Regions from separate parts of the Triticum aestivum genome. Here region 1 is linked to region 2. A link is a contact called in public Hi-C data. All regions are on one chromosome and are shown on one strand. Each heading gives the region's core, a stretch centred on a gene start, on an enhancer-like site or on the middle of the called end of the contact. The rest is flanking DNA. Distances are from core to core; before and after follow the strand shown.

What was found. A called contact is a pair of places that touch in the nucleus more often than the background predicts.
Region 1: a Hi-C map of leaf shows a contact between it and region 2, with 3 times the contacts expected there. The contact joins the promoter of LOC123119484 here to the enhancer-like site in region 2. A contact is called at or near these places in 3 of 5 Hi-C or Micro-C datasets (leaf and an unstated tissue).

Annotation. Positions count from the first base shown.
Region 1 is chr5D:66,925,821-66,930,972 of IWGSC CS RefSeq v2.1, forward strand. LOC123119484 (putative uridine kinase C227.14) reads right to left here and starts at 1,372. Exons shown (of 13, transcript XR_006458700.1): 1 at 1,123-1,372; 2 at 590-717; 3 at 470-513. LOC123119487 (F-box/LRR-repeat protein 17) reads right to left here. Exons shown (of 11, transcript XM_044539295.1): 2 at 4,425-4,526; 3 at 3,950-4,094; 4 at 3,684-3,868; 5 at 3,450-3,554; 6 at 3,255-3,352; 7 at 2,904-3,142; 8 at 2,739-2,805; 9 at 2,531-2,616; 10 at 2,274-2,372; 11 at 1,807-2,155. The coding sequence ends at 2,096.
Region 2 is chr5D:66,748,600-66,753,751 of IWGSC CS RefSeq v2.1, forward strand. No RefSeq gene overlaps it. Among protein-coding and RNA genes, the nearest start is that of LOC123119483, 81 kb to the right of the region's middle. Within about 2 kb of position 1,367, at least 1 of the 8 cell types and tissues checked has an H3K27ac peak or open chromatin away from gene starts, as enhancers often do.

The DNA of each region.
Region 1 (5,152 bases), core at 122-2,621, 180 kb after region 2:
CCTTGCCTTCCATGGCTTGAGTCCAGACTAGGGGGGTTTAGCTGTGTTGTTTCCTTGTTCAGGCAGAGCATCCCATGTCTCTCTACTCCGGGCACCATTTTCACACCCTCTTGCGCTCGTGCCATGTGTTGTACCCTCCCTTGTACTCATTCTCTTTATTCTATCAATGGAAAGATACGCAAGCTTTCCGTATTCACTAAAAAAAATAGTTCACTGGTGACATGAGCTAACGTTCTTATGTTTTAGAATATGCCTTTCCCCTCTGAATCCAGATTTCTGGTGCTAGTTTGGAAGCTAGGACTTGAAAACATAACAACTTATATGCTACTGATGTTCTGCTAGATTTTCCCTCAAATATAACTTTTGGGGGATGTGCTAGAGATGCCCTAAAGACCAACTTGGTGATCAAATAGGCCAATTCTGACTATGTGGTGACTGTTTTCCTTCATAAATGATAGTTGCAACTTACTTGGCTTCTATCTGTGGAGCTCCTTGTCTCTGATAGCATGCAATCTGGAAAACGATGTTGGAGTCAAACATCGCAAAAAAATACACATGATAGAACTGCGTGAGAAGGAAAGGCGCTCACATTGTGTTTCTTCTTCCATGTAGCCCTGGTAACTGGTTGACGAAATGCGGGCTGAAAGCTCACACTCAGTGAAGGCATTGCCTTGGTCACTTTGCTTCTCACGGCGAAACTCCTACAAGATATGTATCCTGAAGAGGCAGAGACATTGCACCTTTGAGCTATTCAGCAAAGACAGGTAAGAAAAATAGATACTCCCTCAACTTTGTACTGAACCAGTGACAAGTAATATGGATCGGAGTAGCACATTCGTGTTTTTTGGAAATAAGATAGAATCAACAGGTGTCTGACTGCAGGTCGGTCAGTCTTGCTGGATAATCAGAGACATGGTTTGTAGAATCAGTCTACGAATCAGCGGCCGCCTACAAATCAACCGTATGCAGAGCAAAGCCTCACCGGCCGGCCGATCCGGCGATCCCCGCCGCAGCTCGTCGTGATCGAAACCGGCGCCAGGGACGAAGCAGTAGATCGTCGGGCCGAACCACCCTACTTGCGAACCGGGAAGATGAGAAACAGAAGGGGGATAGATCACTTACGAGGCGAGGCGAGCTGGCGGAGATCAGCCGGCGGCCGGAGCAGCCGCGCCTGAGCCGCCGTGGGGCAGGCGACGGAACCCGACAACTCCATGGCCCCTCTCTGGATCGAGGAGCGCGTGCTGTTCTTCTAGAGTGAGATTAAGCGACAAAACCGCTGCAGTAGGTTAGACTGGATTATCCAGAGGATTAAGTAAGGATCAGAATCTTTTCATTCCTCTACTCGGTTCCGATTCAGAAAGGGACTGAATTTCTTTCGGGGAAAAAATAAAATAAAACAAAAAGAGCAGGTGGAACTTCCCATCTGGGCCCCTCATACTAATCTCCAATGCAAGTGCATCCCCAGGACCCGACTGTAAAATTGCCCCAGCTCACACTGGGAAATCTACACCAGACTACACTTGCAGGCTTACAGTTACAGCAGCATCCATTTGGAAACAAGAGATTAAACAAATCAGTAGGGTCATGACAAAAATTATAGGGTGTGTCTAGGGCACATCTAGATGTGCTCTAGTTATTGCACATCTAAGTGAGTGAATCAAGTACAAAGAGAAAAAGAAAAAAGAGAGAAAATATTCACACGAATCTCAATGTAAGATCAATGACATATGACTTAGATGTGCAATACTTATGGCACATCTAGATGTGCTTTAGCAAAACTGAAAATTATATATGGACACACCAATAAATATTTAATTTATGTCGTCATTATTTCGCAGGATGAACCAAGGGTGCTAGGCCACACTACACCATGCCCTTATTGTCCAACAGAAGAATTCAGCAGGGAAGAAACAAATGAGATTTTTGCAGAGAAACAAGAAACAGTAGAGTTCTACAACACCAGTAGGCTCAGATTATGTGCCCCCAGCCAGCCTTACAACATCACAGCCTAACTAATCTTCCTTTCCTGTGCCCCCTAGGTTGTTGGGACTGCTAGCTATTCGGCTGGCTCTGCAAGTGACTGCCTTGCTTCAGCTCAGACGTGAACCGCGCACTGGCTTCGCCGCGACTCGCCGCACCATTTCTCGTCCTCAAACTGCTGAAAAGGGTTCGCAGTAAACGAATGTGAGTGATCACTGTCAACAGAGAAGCGATGAACCAACAAGTGGATGCAGATTGGTGAGGGTTGCAGCATTGCAGGTGCAGTTCATTACCTGTTCTAGCATGAATTGTGGGACTTGCACCCGCTTCGAGCCATCCGCAAGGCGCTTGCAAGGCATGCGAGGCTCTGCTGCTGCAAACTCGTTCAGAACCTGGCAAAATTTAGAGTGGCAACTCGTTCAGAAACGGGAACATAAGATTATGGCAATGCTCCCTATATTTCAACCTAAGATTAAGATGAAACTTGGCAATTGATGTTGCAGCAGCTAAGGCTTTTCTCATCAGAGGGGAGGTTAAAAATTGGCAGTACCTGGTTTCTGATTGCTCCGATTAACATATCATGGCATCCAGTGACATGAACATCTTTCAAGCTTGGACACTGAAGAAGCAACCGTTCTGCAGAAAGTTTCACAGGCTGTAAACACTCGTGCACTAACCATTTATAAGTTCGGACACTGAAGAAGCATCTACGGAGTAGTTCGGTACCGACCGAACAAGAAAGAATTAGGATGTCACACCTGGATTCAGATTTATGCAGGAGTTGAGGTTCAGATCATTCAGCTCTGGGCAATTTACACATAGGGCCTGTCATGCATGAAGAGAACAGTAGTAAGAAATAGCTTCATTTTGTACACAAACAAGAATACAAAAAAAATAGTAATCATGAAATTTTGAGCACTTACATCTATTCCAGAACAGCCCCAAAGACTGAGTTTCTTCAGATTAGCATGCTTTATAATCAACTTTTGGTAAGTTGGTTGCTGCTTCCTTGTGATTTGTAGTTTCGAGCAAAACCTAATCCCTCCAGTGAGATCACCAAAGTATGATCGGGGTGCTTCAGGCGGCACATTGGCACATAAGCTCTTGCCACAGTCCATGAGCTGAAGAAGTGGCAACTGCGCTGTGGCCACCTGGACCCCATCTACAGATCACATGAACATGAAAACTTTTAGATATTTGCTGCTATGGGCAATGTGATATTTCTGAAATCACTAGAACAAAGGAGCACAAGCAATGTTAAGGTTCAAACTTACATGAGGTGATATTTGGGCACATCGCAAGGAGCAGTCTAGTTAGGGTATCAGGGAATGCCTTGCTGACCATCCCAAGCCCATTATCAGTGATACAAGATCTGGAGATTAAGCATGCCATGTTGGTTTAGGCTTTATTTTGCATGATTTAAACAAAATATCTCCAAACCATTAGGCTTCATAAAAACCAGCACATACCCGCTTAAATCAAGCAACTCCAAGCTTGTAAAAGAACGAACAATAGATGCAACAGCTGCATCTGTTATTTTTTTACCTAGAAGCAAGGACAGCATGCACAAACCCCTGATGAAACAAGAATAAAATATAAGATGGTCGAAAAGAAATAAGCAAGAATAATATTAAAGTTCAGTCGGCTCAATTTCTGAAATTTGAGCAACAATCCATATGAACAATAGCAATATGTGAATTTACCTGAGATTAGCACTCCCAAGAGCAAACACAGCTTCATTGCACAAGTGAATTGAGGAGATGTGCAATTTTCTCAAATTTGAGCAGGTGCGGCCCAGACTATCCATCATACTAATCAGGTCAGTAGAATCATTATCTTGTTGGGAAAAAATCAGCGAGAGTTCACTCAAATTTGGACAGTTTATGACCTGTAAGAAAATAACACCCTGGTCAATTTATAAAACAGCATACGAAAATAAGTCAACAATTGTAAAAGTGCGTCAACTTACAGATTTTGTAAGGGAGGAAAGATCTGATAGCCAAAGGGTTGAAAGGCTTGTAGAGTTTATATTAAGAAAACCAAGACCACTACAGCAATCTACTTTAAGAACTGTGAGAGACTTCTTCTCCGAAATAAATCTAGTAAGCTCATCCCTGTTTAAGAAAACAAGTGTTTGTTAAAAGATCACTCAGTCTTATAATCATCTAATCTATCCATAAACTGTCCTGTATAAGTTATTTTTCAGATCATGTAAATGGAGGCAATGCACAGCGTGGCAAGGCAGCGTATGGCAGCATGAAACAACATTCTGATCAGTAAGCACCTTCAACCAATAATACTGAACAGTTTGCTAGTGCACAATAGTGAATGTGTGTATCATTTATGTCAAAGACAACATTAGAAAGCATATATTTCAGAGGACAAAATGCATGAAAAGATAGAATATCACAGGACTTGTGATTTAGGGATGAGGTTCAACATACCCAGTCATCCGGTTGACTGCACTATCAGCCATGCTTATCTCCAGAGATTGCATGTTTGGGCAGGAAAATGCAAGGCATGCAAGCATTGTGGCATCAACATCACTGCATCAAATGTCCAAAAGAACATGGTAATTAGAACATAACTCTCAGCCAAGAAACTGAATGGAACTTTTTGGCCAAAAATAGGTTGGAACATGTGTGATCTAATCATGACTAAAGTCCCATAGAACTAGATCAAGTTGATGACCCCATTGCAAGAAGAACCATACTAGATTTCATTCAGTATGACAAAACTAATCAAAGTTTCTAACTAAATGTAAGGTTCAGAGAAAAGAAAAAACAGATCTGCCTATTGTACTTTGCATAATTAACTTATAAAATCCCCTGAGGTCACTGGATCAGGAAATATTTTCTCCAAACAAAAATCTGTGACGAAACTAACCAGAATTATACATTTACTTGTATAAATTGCAGCACAAAAACTGAGCTAGGCAAGCATATCTATAAGAGACTTGTGCCCACTTGCACTAACAATGAAATATTCAGCATGTTGCTGATCTAGCATTGGGCACACTGCACACATTATGCATCAAAGATACCCCGAACTCTCAGTCACAGATCAAGTCAGGCACCGGTTAGGGATCCATATAACGACCTCACGGTACCATGACTGGATGTATCCCCAAGAAAATCGCAAAGAAGCAGATCGGGTTCACCACAACAAGTCC
Region 2 (5,152 bases), core at 117-2,616:
GTGAAAAAAAATTGGTTAAAAGTTGCCATGTCTATTGCACATGAATTGCCATGATATTTACACTAAAGTTGCCATGGTATGTTTCAGCTATTTTCTTTTACATTTAAAAGTAATTTTAACATATTATAAAACGGGGAATTAAGAAACTAGACTTGCCATGCACCATAAACTAAAATTGCCATGATACATGCACTTAAAATTGCCATGGTTCATACAAAAATATATTTTCATGGTCAAAGTACTGGAATTGCCATCATCAAAAAACTAAAATTGCCATGATGTACAAACTAAAATTGCCACATGGCAACTTTAGTTTAAGCACTATGGTAACTACAGTGTAAATATCATGGCAACTTCTGGGGAAAAAAAATTCGTCAAAACATATCAATATGGGGTCTAGTTTTGAAGATCTCGTCGAGACGGATTTAATGATGAAAACGAATTTTTAATTCGCTTTGTTAATTAGGAGATAAAACATTTTTAAGCCGAAAATCAAAATGATTTCTGCCGATGTCATCTATTCATACGTGGCAAAATGAGTGGTGATGGAGGTGTATGGGCGATGTGCAAACGCGCACACGTGTGAGCGTTAGTTTTTCCTTTTTCAGAATACTTCTCCATTTCAAAATTGATTCTCAAGATCCAAAAATTATTCGTGCTTTAAAAAATTGTTTGCGCTTTGAAATTTGTTCTCCGTTTCGAAATTTGTTCTCAAAATTCAAAAAATGTTCATGCTTTAAAATTTTGTTCACAAATTACAAAATCTTCATGTTTTCAAAAAATGTTTGGGAAATTCCAAATTTGTTCGCTTTCATAATTTTGTTTGCGTTTGTGAAAAAAATCATACCTTCAAAAAATTAGTCGAAATTTCCATTTTAGACATCTTAAAAAATTACTCAATGTTTGTGTTTTTGAAAAAATGTTCGTAATGTAAAAAATGTTCCTGTTATAATTTCTTGTGCCTGTTTTTTAAAAAATGTTTGCATTTCCAAAATTTTGTTCATAATTTAAAATTTTGTTCTCCCTTTCAAATTTGTTCCTTTGTTCAAAAAATGTTTTGGGTTCACAAAATGTTCGACTTTTAAAACATATTGTTCAAAATTATAAAATGTTTGCATTTCAAAAAATAATTACTCTTTTCAAAAACAAAATCACGTTCAAATTTAGAAATAAATTTATCTGTTTGTGGCTTATAGTTGGCACACACTGGCTGCTATTTAGACATTTAATCTCAGTAGTTATGGTGGGTAGTGACGTTGTTAACGAGCAAGAGCTCCTTGGTTCGATCCCCTACAAAGAGCTGTATTTATGTTTTGCCGTGGTCGATTAGTTCTTGAGGCATCAGGTTGATCATGTGGTGCCACTACACCTGCAAATGGGCCGGCTCACGTGAGCCGCCCTGTGCGAAACGTCAACCTCTTGCCGCAGTTAGCGGCATATAGGAGGTCCCCTGTTAGATTCCTCAATACAGCTTAATTTTTTGGAATTTTTAGTACTAGCTCACGATGACGCCAGGGAATAGGCCGGCCCATTTAAAATAGCACCCTGCACGAAAGCTCTCCCGGTGGCGTTCAGCGGCATGAGGTTTGTTCCCAAGCAGACAACAACGTGAGAGCGTGAAAGATTTGTTTTTCCCCAGTTTTCTCTTTATTTCTTTTACTCATTTTTCTTTTATGATTTTTATTTTTATTTTATTTTGTTTCCATTTTCTTTTTCCAAATTTGCATTTTTTCCCTTTGTTTTCTGCAGTTTTCTCTTTATTTTTCTTTATTCATTTATCTTTTATGAATTTTATTTCATTTTCTTATTTTACTTTATTTTTCTTCTTCCAAATTCGCAATTGTTTTATAATTTTAAACAAATTTCAATTCAAAACTTTTTGAACATTAAAGAACAAATTTCAAATCTATGAACATTTTTGAAAAGTTGTGAATATATTTCAATCTCAAGATTTTCTTTTAAAATTCGGGAACATTTTTTTAAACTCATGAATGATTTTTTGAAATTCATTAACATTTTCTAAATTGATGAACATCTGGTGAATTAATGAATATTTTTTACATTTGTGAATTTTTTTCAAATTTGAATAGTTGTTGAAGTGGTGAACATTTTTTGCAATACGGGAACAATTATTGAAATTCACAAACATTTGTTGAATCGATGAACAGTTTTGGATATTTGGTAAGACTTTTTGAAGTTCAGAAACATTTTGAAAGTGAGACATTTTTCGAGTTCTTAAACACTTTTTGAACTCCGAGAACAATTTTTTACAATCGCGCACATTTTATGAATACCTTCACATTTTTTGAATTGGCGAATATTTCTTGAAATTTGGGAGCATGTTTTTGAATTCACGAACATTTTTTAAATTTGGAACAATTTCTTAAATTCCCGAACATTTTTTTAATTCAGTTTTTCCCGAGTTTTAAGAATATTTTTGAATTGAGAAAGATATTAATAGAAAAGAAGACAAAGTATAAAAAGATGACAAAAATCATTGTTTCTGCAAAAAACAAAAATGTTGGAAAACGAATAAAAAAACATCAGGCAAGCTCGATAGCCCTATTTTAGTTGGGCTGGCCTAATTCAGTGTTGGGGGAGGGAGGGTGCGCGTTTTCTTGCTACTCCCCGCGTAGGTCGTGGAATAGGAGGTCCCGCTAAAAGGTACCCCTAACCTGGGATATCTCTAAGTTAGTTACATTTTCTCTAATGATGGCTAGTGACGCATATGCGGTGATTTGTGGTAATCTGAGAGTTTTGATAAGATTTCTTCTCATAAATTTGTGCTTTTTTGTCCTAAATTAATTTTTCAAAATGATTTATCTCTTCAACTGTGCGTTCAAATCATGAACCGTTTACATCATTGAGTTCCTCGTGTTGAGATCTTAAAAACCAGAGCCCATATTAACATATTTCAATAAACTTATTCTCGGGCAAACATTATGCCCCCAAAATGACTAACATATGCTTCCAAATCATACTAAGTCATGCTCCTAAATGAAACTACGTTGTGCTCTCCGTAAAGCGCATCTGTGCTCCACAAGAAAGAATTATGTGCTCCCGCTTGAAGCGTACTTGTGCTCAAACATTATGCCCCAAAATGACTAACATATGCTTCCAAATCATACTAAGTCATGCTCCTAAATGAAACTACGTTGTGCTCCCACGGGATGAAGCACATTTGTGCTCCTCCGTAAAGCGCATCTGTACTCCACAGGAAAGAACTATGTGCTCCCGCTTGAAGCGCACTTGTGCTCCATGCGAAGCACAACACACTCATGCTCTTAATAGACGAAAATCAGGAAAGACGAGGAAACATGAAGGAAATAACAAGTAACATGATAAAAAGCTAGGAAAACAAGAAAAAAGATTTAAAAATAAAATAAAAATCCAACCCACCCCCTCCCCCTGAAAAATATCCCTATGGGAAAGTGTCCAGCAAACGACATCATGGCAACGTAGGGCGCACCATGTGAAGCCGCTGGAGCACTTTCGCGGAGGGAGTGACCCAATAAGGGGTGGCCCAATTAGTTGACCTTGTGCAACAACAGCAGGCCTGGCATGGCATGGCCGAGGATTGCCCCAGGAGATGACTTAGATGGCGCATATAGACTATGGGTAACTGATTAGCGGGCACACCCTGGTTGGGTGTCCCAGCAGACACTTTTGTATGCAGGAGCGCGCCCCAGTGCCATCCATGTGTCGTGCATGGTTTTATAGGGGATGTTTCGGGTATTTCGGTTTTTTTATCATGATCTTTTGTTTTTTTAATGATTTTTATTTTTCTTGATTTTTTATTTCTTCGATATGTTTTGTCATTTTGTCTTTGCCGAGGGTGAAGAACAGTTGTGCTTCCAAAAATAGTAAAGTGTAGATGTGCCTTTGCATGAAGCACAGTTGTTACACAAATCGTGCTTCTCAAAGGGTGAAGCACAATTGTGCTTTCGCGTCAAGCACAATGTGCTTCCTTGTGAAACACGAACTATGTTGCGCTTTCCCCAAAAAAGTGAAGGACAAACAGGCTTCCGCAGTTTTATCTTGGTTTTAGATTATTCATTTGTTTCTGGTATTTCCAGTTTTTGGTTTTTCCTCGGTTTCTGGTTTCAATGTTTTTGGGTTTCCATTTTTCTCGATTTCTAGTTTTTATGGTCTTCGTTTCTTCTTTTGCTTCCTGATTTTTTGGTTTCCACATGAAACACAATTGTGCTTCCGTGCTTCAAGGTCATGTGTGCTTACCCATGGAACACCCCCCCATGGAATCATAAATTAGTTTATTTGGAAGCACGGGTTAATACATCTTTGAAGCACAAGTTACTACTTGCTGAAAGCACAAGTATTTCCCAAAAGAAAGTTCGTCAGAACCTATCAACATGGGATCTATATTCGAAGATCTTGACACGAGAAATGCAATGGTGAAAACGGTTCGTCATTTGGACGCATGGAGATAAAAACGTTTAGAAAAAACAAATGTACAAAAAAGAAGCACAAACATCCATACATCCAGTGCGTGGAAGAGAACCCACCAAAATTCCCAAGCTGCAAGTCAACTTTGTCCCCACCAGAGAAGGGGGAGTGACCTTTACAAAAGGTACCCCTTAACTAGTGATTTTTGCAGGCTAGTAGTCCAGGAAGCGTGGGTCATAGCGCGACGTGCCTCAAGCAAGCGGAGGAGGTGCCGGAGGAGCTACCAGGCGAGCAAATGCCCGAGAGATTTCGACCAAAGGACAGGCGCAAGCAATTGAAATCACTGTTTAAGTAGTTCTTTTTCTAAAAAAGAACTAGTTATGTGGTTACAGGTACCTTCACAAAGGTCACTCCCCTATCTTCTCTCATGGTGATAAAAGATTTAATGGTTTTCTTTTCATGAGAGATAGGAGATTTTGTTTGTGATTTTTTACATTCATTTTTTAATATCTCTTAAATCGTGCATTCGAATTATAAAAAAAAACGTTCCTCACGTCAAGATATCCAGTTCCATGTTAATTTGTAGGGGATGAGCTATCCAAAGAAGTCCTTGAGGGGAGCAATAACAAAACCAATCCTGAGGGGTGGAACTCCACGAATGTTGTTCTTATTCCTAAGGTGGATAGCCCCGAGGTAATAACCCAGTTCTGACCCATTAGTTTGTGTAATGTGGTTTATAAGATTATCT